2 separate regions of the Mus musculus genome follow, and region 1 is linked to region 2. The links are chromatin contacts, called in public Hi-C maps. All regions are on one chromosome and are shown on one strand. Each heading gives the region's core, a stretch centred on a gene start, on an enhancer-like site or on the middle of the called end of the contact. The rest is flanking DNA. Distances are from core to core; before and after follow the strand shown.

Region 1 (5,515 bases), core at 1,330-3,829, 160 kb before region 2:
TTTATATTTGTATTATTTAAGTGAGAAAATGAGCTATCATCCTACTTGCTTTTTGTATATGACCTTTTTTATTTCTCTCTTGTTAGTTTGGAAAAACTGGTTATGGTGTCAATGTCCTCCCTCCTTCACTCCCTCCCTCCCTTTAAATATTATTTATTTTATATATTGAGTACACTGTAGCTGTCTTCACACACACCGAAGAGGGTATTGGACCTCATTACAGATGGTTGTGAACCAACGTGTGGTTCCTGGGAATTGAACTCAGGACCTCTGGATGAGTAGTCAGTGCTCCTAACCACTAAGCCATCTCTCTAGCCCCTCGGTGTATTTCTTATGTTCCCTCGTGTTTCTTATGCTTTGGGTTATTTCATTGCTTTTGCTTTCTGGGCTCATACCTTTCATCATGTTGGGAGAACCTCAGCGTTGAGTCCTGTTGATTCTTCCCAACTCATCATTTCCATCACTGTAATGACCCACGTAGAAATTATATCCAAGTACCAGTAAAGAGAACAATTCCTTAGTAGGTTGGATCAATTCCACTGTCAAGAATAGAATGTTTACTATTGCATATGCCAGCAAGATTTTGCTGAAAGGACCCTGATATAGCCGTGTCGTGTGAAGCTATGCCAGTGCCTGGCAAATACAGAAGTGGATGCTCACAGTCATCTATAGGATGGAATACAGGGCCCCCAATGGAGGAGCTAGAGAAAGTACCCAAGGAGCTGAAGGGGTCTGCAACCCTATAGATGGAACAACATTATGAACTAACCAGTACCCCCAGAGCTGATATCTCTAGCAGCATATATTGCAGAAGATGGCCTAGTCGGCCATCATTGGGAAGAGAAGCCCCTTGGTCTTGCAAACTTTATATGCCAGGGGAATGCCAGGGCCAAGAAGCGGGAGTGGGTGGGTAGGGGAGCAGGGCATGGGGAGGGTATAGGGAACTTTCGGGATAGTATTTGAAATGTAAATAAAGAAAATATCTAAGAAAAAAAAGAAAAAAAGAATAGAATGTGACTTGAACACAGGCTCCTTTTTATATTTACACTCTGTTCTTCAGAGAGCTTTCCTGCCTAATTTTTTTGTTGTTGTTGTTTTTAATAGAAGCTTAGGGTTTAAAACCTTTTCTTTTGTAGTCTTTAAACCAAAGATTTAAAAAAATACATGTGTATGTATGTGAGTATGTGAACGTATGAGTGTGAGCATCAGGCAGGCCATGTGTACTATGTCTGGAAGGCATCTTGGTGCCATGTAGCTGGAGCTATTGGCAGGCCTAAGCTGCCCCACATGGATGCTAGCAACCAAAATCTGGTCTTCTGGAAGAGCTGTAAGCGTTCTTAACCACAAAACTCTATTTCCAGCCCTTATACTCAGGATTTTCAAATTTCTTACCTTACCCTTGTCAGTGATGTGAGGGATAAATTATCTTCCAGCTGTAGATGGTGACCTCTTTATTGGGGGGGGGGGCATTCAGTGGCACAGCCAAGTTCTCAGGTCTGAGCCAGCACCGAGCTTATTAAAAGTCGATCTGGTGTTTTCCAGTGTTGGGTTCATATGAAGGCTCTTGTCTCTTGCTGAGAGAGATAGTGATCTACTCTTACTCAGTCCTGTAATTTGCTATGGTGATATACAATGGACAGTCAAGAGCCTTAAATATGGTCTGCTGTCTCTCAAGTTGAGGGTATTATTTTCTTAATCTTATTAATATTTTGTCACAGTTAGAACAAACTCAATGGGGCAGCAGTCAGATCTCCCAAATTATAAGAGCATGCCAGTTGTATGTTCTTAACTAAGAAGATGGTGTTTTAAAAACATCATCTCCCCAAAACAATTTAAAAAAAAAAAAAACCTTTCCCCTTTTAATAACTGTTCTTGGAGAGATGAATGGCAGTCTGTGCCGCAGCTCACACCTCTCACATTAGGCATATTTCAGCCATAAACTTAATTATGACAGGAATTTTCAAACGACTCCACCTTTTTCCCTCTCCTGCACTCAGTCTGAGAGGGATACCACACTCTATTTCTGAGCTGATAAAAATCCTCTTTCTGAAAGCATTTATTATATTACAGCCTCACATGAGCCGAGCTCTATCCTCACCCTGCGTTAAGTGTCTGCGGTAGATTTCATTACAACCATATACTGGAAGTCCTGCCAGTATCCTGGCAGCAGAGTCCTAGTGGAAAATAAATGGCAATAAAAAAGAGAAATGATAGCCTGTGTGAGCGACGAGGAGCACAGCTTTATTGAGACTGGACAACCCCAGAGTAGTGACTTGGCATGCAAACACGAGCTTAAGAGAGAGTGAGTGAAAGTTGATATTGGAATAACGACTCCGCAGCCCAGACATGGGAATAATTTAATTAATTGCACTGAAATTTCTTTGATGAATAGTTATGCGGTGCTAAGCGTGGGGTCGAACAACAGAATGAGTCTCAGCTTTTTAATGGGCTAGCGCAGCTGCAGCTTTGGATGCCTTCCCACTTTATTTTTGCCTGCAGCTCTCCACAGCTCATCCGTGTCTCTCCAGCTAAGCGCGCCGCTCCCGGAGCTCCCTCTCCATGCATTCTGCAGAATTCTGCAGAGCCAGAGCCAGAGCCAGAGCAAGATGACTGAGTGCATTTGGCCGAGGGAAGCCACTGGCTGGTGACTGCTTTGAAATGAAAACCAGATCAAAAGGGGAGGGGCGGGGGCTGAGGGGGGCTGGCAAAAATTGTCGGTTGGTTTTTCTCGGGATGGAAACCTGCGCCTCATCACCCCACCCTCCTCAAATCTCTAGGATGCTTTTACAGAGTCTTTGCTGTTAAGTTGTATAAAGATTTTAATAAAAATGTCTTGTCCCTGGAGAAGGAGGCCGGCTTTTGTTGTCAGAGAGCTGGAGGGAAAAGAGCAGTGCGGCCCAGCTGGAGCTGGGGCATTAATCCCAGGATTCCTAGCCGGTATTTTCAGACAGATCAATTACTTACGGCTGTAACCAATCTCTCTCCGCTCCCTCGCTGTGCTGAGCTCGCTTGGCAGACTTGGCAGCTGACATAACCTTCCAACTTGACAGGACCGCAGCTGCCAATCTCTTTGGGGTCTGCTGGCCCCTCCATCTTTGAGGTTATACAAATGAGCCGTTAAATAAAAATCAAAAGTCAAAAGTTATGGGTGGTAACTTCTTCATGGCTCAGTCACACCCACAGATCCAGGCAACAGTTCTAGATGGACTCAGAATAAATAAATAAAAAGTCAAGATGAACGATCCCGCTGTGTCGCTTTCTTCACTGTGATGGCCAGCCCTCTATAAGAGAGAAAAAATCTCTCTCCAGAGTGAAGAAATTATCCACAGTGGATGCATTTCTTATCAGCTTCTAGGTTGAAAGATGAACTCCAAAGTGGAGAGGAAGGAGATTAGGAGGAGACAAGAAGGGCAGATACAGGTGAGCCGTGTCTAATGCTTTTCACACCGGGTGAGTCACCCGTCTTCAGCTGCTAGGCCGCCTGGGCTCAAGGCCAAGAGATGTCAGATCAGAAAAGAAGTGACCCTCGCTAACACACAGGTGGTGTAGAACATGTACTCTGTTTATAGAGTGTTTCAGCATGAGAATATAGCACTTCTGTGACAGAGCAAAATTGATGGTCTCTGAAGACTGCCCCCAGAATTTATTTAGTGTCGGCAGGTCTCAGTCCTTCTGAACTGGGCCCTTCACAGCTGTGTCAAGCCCACACAGCCCTCCTAGAGGAAGTACTTAGGGGCCAGATACAGGAAACCTTAGGGTCCCTTTGTGATTTCACTCACTAGACGCACAGATGTGCAGCTCCATCTTTTCAGAAGGTCTCAGGTAGCTAAAGCCGGACTTGAACTTTCTGTGTAGGCAAGGATGATTCTCAACCTCTGACCCTCACCTTTGACCCTCTTTTCTCTTTTTTTCTTACTCTTGTTGTTGAGGTGGGTTTATGTGGTGCTGGGAATGGAACCTCATGCATGCCAAGCAAACACTACCATATAGCTCTGGCCTTTTCTCCCTGTCCTTGTCCTCCTCCTTCCCCCACCTCTCCTTTTCCTTTGTGCTTCCATGACTCCCACCTCTCTCTTGTAGTATTCTGTGAAGACTTCTAATTCTCCCTTCAACAGCTACCATGGAAACTTTCAAGATAAGTAGGAGGAAATGTGGCCCTGGACACAGCAGAAATGGTTTTGTGTGTGTCCTAGGGAAGCATGCATATTCCCCTATCCCCTCTGTGTCTGTCTGTCAGTTACATATTGCTCCATGTTTCAGAAACCTTCTGTTATGTGGGACACATTACTGGTGTCCCTTTGGAAGAGGTATTCATGAACCCTGTTAACAATTAAGCAAGTCTGTCCCTGCTGGCACAGGCTGGTAAACACTATCTCCTGTGGGCTTTTATTTCTTTGGATAGATTCTAACAAGGCAAAAGAAACACAAAGAACACAATTTGTTTCATTTGAATGTTTCAAACCTGAGTCTATTCCCCTGTTCTTTCTCGGATCTCCTGCACATCCCCAAAGGAGTGCTATATACCACAGGTGAGGAGGCGTGCTGGCATCCCACCTCAGCCCTTTGCTTCAGACACTGCTTGTGGACCTGCATTTTGTGATGATTGGTTAAGCAGTGTGGAAAAGTGTCACTGGTAGCCGTGCATGACAGTACCCCATCCTCAGAGCTTGCCAGCAATTGAAACTTTTAGAGAGAGTCAGGAATAAAGGGGAGGTGAGATTTACAGTGAGCTCAAGTTGCTTTTTTTTCCTCCTTGGAATGTTGCCTGCCTTATTAGGAGTTCTTTAGTGAGACAAAATGCAGTGGTAGCTTAGCGAAATTATGGCTCCTTTCCAACTGCCTGGGGGGAAGGAAGGGGCTTAGGAGTCTGTAAGCCTTCTCCCCTGGTTGCAGTTAGGAAAGCCAGTTGACAGTGTAATAGGCTTTTGAAAGTGGGTGCAATGGTTTGTGCGTTCTGTTTGATGTTGCAAATACCAAGCCCCCAGGGAGATCTACAAAGAGGATATTCTGTTCTTAGGGAAAAGAGATTAACCTGAAACGTGAACGGAAAAGCTTCCCCAGTTCTCAACAAGTTAGGTACAGCAAAGGAACCCTCCTGTGCACTGCGGCAGAGACAGCATCTGGCTTGCTGCCTGCTGTACACAGGCAGCGGGCTGGGCAAATAATTTTTAATGATTTTGATTCATGAAAGGTGATTGCCAGTAATCGTAAAAGGATTAGATTGCAGATTAGGGATATGTTTGCTCATATATGTTCATGCACCTACGACTTTCTTTGCAGGCATGTGCAGAATCACATACTCAACACCATCTTACAATTGTGTGCATTTTCTGGAACCTGCCTTAAGTTCCCTTTATTCCTGATCAGGGTCATGTTACAGATCCATTAGGTGAGAGCTGTAATTTAGGAGATATACTGTGCCAGTTCACTTGGGAAGCCAGAGCCAGACACGGGACTGTGTACATTCATTCAACAGACATTTTAAAGCATGTACTCTTTTCCAGCACTCTGGTAG
Region 2 (5,058 bases), core at 1,679-4,178:
ATTAAAGCACAGAAGAGAACTGGTTAGAGGCATCCATTGCCAGCATCCCTTGTCTCCATGATGAAGTGAGGCCGCTGCCTCTGTATCAGCTCCCCTGCCTTCAGCCTCAAGCTCCTCCGAGAAGACTAGAAGGCACACCAGCAGGGGGTTTGATCGGGTTTTTGTTTTGTTTTGTTGTTTTTGGTCTTTTGTTGTTTTTTTTTTGTTTGTTTTTTTTTTTTTGTCTTTTTCCTATATTATTTAATCTGGTCAATAGCACTTCCAATAACATTTCTATGACATTTGAGAAAATCTTGATAATAAACCCAATGCCCTAGCAATAAATGGCCTGAGAACTCAAGGCCTGTTGGACATGAGCAGTTTCTGCTAATAGGCTATATGTTCCCACCCCTTCCTTTCTTTGAATCTAACTCATAGCTTTTGACTTGAGGGGATTGAACCTGAGATCTGTCAAGTGCTAACCACTGTGTGATGAAACAGCTCCAGCCTCTCACCAGGAGATCGTAGGCTGACACGTACACTACTGAGGTATACCCTCGGCCCCTCTTTGGCTATTCCAAACATGTGTACAGCTGAGCTACATCCCCAGCTTTCCTGTCTACTTCCCATTTTGATGCAGTTTTTCACTGCATTGCCTAGGCAATGTCTCTGTATCTCTTTCTGTCTCTCTTTGAACTTTGCATTTTCCTGCTTAAGCCTGTTGTTGAGCAGCTAATGGCAAGCTTCCACCACCACATGTACGTTTTTTTACCCCCCCCCCCCACGAAGTCAGGACTTTACGATCATTACCACTGGGCTACCTTTGTAGCCCATCACTGTTTCTCCTGAGCTACTGAAGTTTCTGGGTTGGTTTTCCTATGTGACTCTAAATTTATTTCTGTAAGTAAACTTGGCAACAAAGACCCTTTAAAGAATAGATTTTCCTGTCTGTCTGTCTGTCTGTCTGTCTGTCTGTCTGTCTGTCTGTCTCTGTGTCTGTCTCTCTGTATCTGTCTCTCTGTTTCTCTCTCCCTCTCTCTCTCTCTCTGTCTCTCTCTCTCTCTCTCTCTCTCTCTCTCTCTCTGTGTGTGTGTGTGTGTGTGTGTGTGTGTGTGTCTTTTGTGCCACATGTCCAGCCAGAGGTCAATGTTAGCTGGCCTGGATGGGCTCTCTCACTGAACCTGAAGCTCACTGGTTATCTGGAGTGACGAGTAATTCGGCTTCTCCCCATCCTGACCCTACTGTCATTACCATTTATTCCCAAATATATACTATAATTTACTTGTCAGCCCTATATAATAATATATAAACTCCACAATGTATTTGTAAAAAGACACAGAAGCACATCAGGTTGTTCTCTGTCCTCGCCTCTTCCTAATCATGATGGTTCTTTGAAATACCTTCTTTAAGCTAGCTTGGTTATCATGAATGTAACCAATGTCTGCTATGTTGGTCTAATGCTCCAGAAAAATGAGTATGGCAGACTTCTCCCCAGGAACACTTAAACTAGGCATTGACTTCTTCACAGAGGATATGCAATTGGTTTTAGCTTTTAAAGGGTGAGTAAGAGGACCCTAGAAGGACTGAGCAGAACTCTCAAGACTAAGACTACAGCATGGGGAACTTGGAGTGGTCTCGTTCACCAGTCTCAAGGAACAGCCAGTTGTAAGTCAGTAGTCTGCGTTTCAAAATGATGGGATGAGATTAGCAGTGGCTTGATGAGAAGACCTTTATCAGAGACCCTAGGGGGTTAAGACAGTTCCACTTGGGCAGCCTGGACCCTCTGAAGGAGCTACAGCTGGAAGGTGCTCTGGGGTGATTGGCCCTTCTCCTGTGGGGAAGGATTTCTTGGAAAAGGGATGGAGAATTGAGTCAGGGGGTGTGTCAAGTAACATTTCAAGAGCCGCCTAACTTCTTCTGCCCCTCAGACTACTTACTAACTAGCAGGCATCCAGATGAGCCATGCTTCTGAGAGGCAGGCCTTTGAGCCAACATCCCAACGATTCTTTGAGTTAATGAGAGGGTGCGTGGAGGGAGGGCGAGCATCCTTACCCTGCTCATCTTTTTAAAGAATTGTGTTGGGCTCTAGTGCAGACACAGGCCCTTCAGCACCCTTTCCCTGAGTGCTGGACAGGCAGCTGCTTGCAGATGAGAGATGAGAAGGACTCTTCCTTGGGCAGGGAGAAGGCAGCGGGACCCTCATGCCAGTTGCTGTTCCCAAACGTAGCCTCTCCTGAGAAGTGCCCTTAGCCTCCTTGTGTCTTCTCTCTTGCCTGGCTTACCTCCAAGCAGTCAAGCTCTGAGGCATTGTGGGCCTTTCCTTTTTTCCTGTCATTTACTTGAAGATTCGGATTTGCTTTGAGAGCTTTAAGAATTACAACATGGCAGGAAAAAGAAAAAGAAAAAGAAAAAGAAAAAGAAGAAGAAGAATAAAGAGAACCTCGTGCATTTGTCTTTGGAAACAGTCCACTTTAATTGCACCTTCCCTTTTGTCCTCCCTACCCCCAAGCCTTACAAGTTTTTGATGTCTATTCATTATTACAGGGACTTGTAGAAAAGGCAGAATCTATCTCCCTTATCAGCAGCCATACCTTTTCCCCCTCCTCCCCTTTACATTCTCTCCTTATCACTTGCAATTGGTTATTTCTGGGGTATTATTACTGTAGTTACCTCAAGGAAATTGATTAAAAAAATACCATGACAATTTCAAACAACAGAATTATTGTAGTGTTTTTTTTTTAAACATTGCTCTGCATCAGTACAGGATTTGTTATTCGTCCCTGGTTATTGTAGAAATACTCATTAAAAGCATTTCCCTCCAGAGCTGAATCGTGCCTTTCCCATCAGCCACTGTTTCTTTGAATGGGCTTGCCCTGGTCTTTCATCAGAGAAACACATCACCCATTTCCCGTCTTAAAAAACAGCAATTATGTGGAAATACCTCCTGATTTATTCGAGCCAGGGCCACTGGCCAGTGTGAGTCAGTACAATTTATTGCCAACTGTCACTTTTACATGATAGGTCTGTAACAAATACCTGCCGCATATTGTTAAATTAATCTTCCATTTAAAATTAATGGAGTTAGACTCCCCAGGTTCAATGTAATTTCGTGTTCACGGGCAGGGAAGGACTCACACTGCATACAGAATGAGATGAGGCCCAACGCCCTAATCTTTCATCACCTTGAACTCGAAGACTAGGACATGTCTCAGCATCGACTAATGAGATGGAGACCGAGTCTCTCCTGAGGACGCTGGCTCAAAGAGGCTTTTCTGCCCAGAAATAGCAGGCTCCATCTTATTTTAATAATTCCTCAGATATGACAAGTCTGATGTTGTGTGTGAAAGAGCCAGGCTTGGAAAAGAAATAAAATGAATTTTATATCATTACTTCAAAGCTGAAGTCAGAGGAAGTATGTTGCAATAATAATAATAATAATAATAATAATAACAACAACAATAATAATACAGGATGTGTTTTAGTTATAAAATACAGTAAGGAGGTGTCTCATTTTCATTCATTGGAAGGCACAGTCACCTTAGATTTTTCTACTGTATTCTTGCACCCATTCATACATTAATCAAAATAATGTGAATGAAAACAGGAACGTGTTCAATAAACATGTAGATGAATATATCAGACAGAAGGTGTCACTCTTGATGGGCTGTGTCACAAAGAACCCCTGAAAGGCTCATTGCTCTTTTTTGTGATTTTGTTTTTCCTGAGACAGGGTTTGTTTTTCTTCTATGTAACAGCCCTGGTTGTCCTAGAACTCGCTTTGTAGACCAGGCTGGCCTCAAACTCACTGACACTCTGATTGTTGTCTGCTGGGATTAAAGACGTGGCATCTTTGGAGAAGATCTCTCTCCCCAGTTACTCAGAGTGACAACTGTTTTCTGTAGAATAAATGGCTAACGCAGATGATGCCAAACTGGGTTCTGTGTGAGTGTGTGGTGTATGTACTCACTCACAGATACGCACGTGTGTGTGTGTGTGTATGCAGGTGTCTACACTCGTGTAAACCTATTTTCATGCATGTGTGTATAGTATACACACATAGGGACCAGAGGATAAACCCTAGTGCTGTTCCTCAGGCATCACCATCCTTGGTTTTATTTTTGAGTCAGGGTTTCTCCACAGCTAGAACTCCAGTAGTAGGCTGGGTGACAGGTAGCCAGTCCCCGCTGCGCCTTCCTAGTGCTGGAGTTATAAGCACCTGCCACCACATCCTGCCTTTCCCCCTCCCCCACCCCCACCCCCTCCACATGGATTCTAGGAATCAAACTGAGATTCTCATGCTTGGGAGGAAAGTAACTGAGCCATCTCCATAGCTCACCTTTAATTTCTTAATCATTTAAGCAAACTGAGTGGCTTTTATGTCTCATGGAGAAGCGCTAACAGTGGGTCTCTGCTTTTACACATGGTTGTAGCCCTGGCAGCCTAAGGTGTCTGTTCCTGAATTCTTAGGGAATATGGAACACCAGGGACCATTGGATCTTTTCTTCAGTCTAAAATGGATGCTAGGGAATATTCAAAGTAGATTCTTTTAAAGACAAGCAGTAAAGGCAGTGGAAGGGCACGGTGAGGTAAGCCCTCCGCCTCTGTTGCTTTCTCTGAGTTGAGGTCTGCTTTGTATTACTTCTGATTGTCTCAGACAGGACTTCTGAGTGTGGACAGGGCGTGAGAGATCTGACTGATAATGATGCCACATGTGATCAGTTCTAAAGGATGGATGTCTGTGATGGTTGAATAACAATGCAAAAAACACTTAAAGCCATTGATTGTGTACTTAAGTGTGGTTAGTGTGATAAAATGATATGTAAGTTTTACCACACCCAAGCACACATACACACACACAGGTACATAGGCAGATACATATTCATACATGTGTACACAGATGCACACATATGCACATGCCACCCATCTACACATACATGCACATATACCTGCATACATATATGTATCATAGATATATATACAGTTAAACAAACCACAGAAATATATACATACATACACACAGAGACACAAACACACAACCCACATACACATTCCTTTGTACATGAAAACACTTCCAGACAT

What was found. A called contact is a pair of places that touch in the nucleus more often than the background predicts.
Region 1: a Hi-C map of the N1E-115 cell line shows a contact between it and region 2, with 4 times the contacts expected there. The contact joins two enhancer-like sites. A contact is called at or near these places in 4 of 484 Hi-C or Micro-C datasets (the N1E-115 cell line, embryonic fibroblasts, embryonic stem cells and 1 more).

The regions. Positions count from the first base shown.
Region 1 is chr5:132,071,900-132,077,414 of GRCm38.p6, reverse strand. All of the region lies in intron 2 of Auts2 (autism susceptibility candidate 2), which reads left to right. Among named protein-coding and RNA genes, the nearest start is that of 4930563F08Rik, 190 kb to the right of the region's middle. Within about 2 kb of position 2,579, at least 101 of the 459 cell types and tissues checked have an H3K27ac peak or open chromatin away from gene starts, as enhancers often do. A contact at or near this core is called in the N1E-115 cell line, where this site is marked.
Region 2 is chr5:131,915,046-131,920,103 of GRCm38.p6, reverse strand. The region is part of intron 4 of Auts2 (autism susceptibility candidate 2); the gene reads left to right. Among named protein-coding and RNA genes, the nearest start is that of 4930563F08Rik, 37 kb to the right of the region's middle. Within about 2 kb of position 2,928, at least 11 of the 459 cell types and tissues checked have an H3K27ac peak or open chromatin away from gene starts, as enhancers often do. A contact at or near this core is called in the N1E-115 cell line, where this site is marked.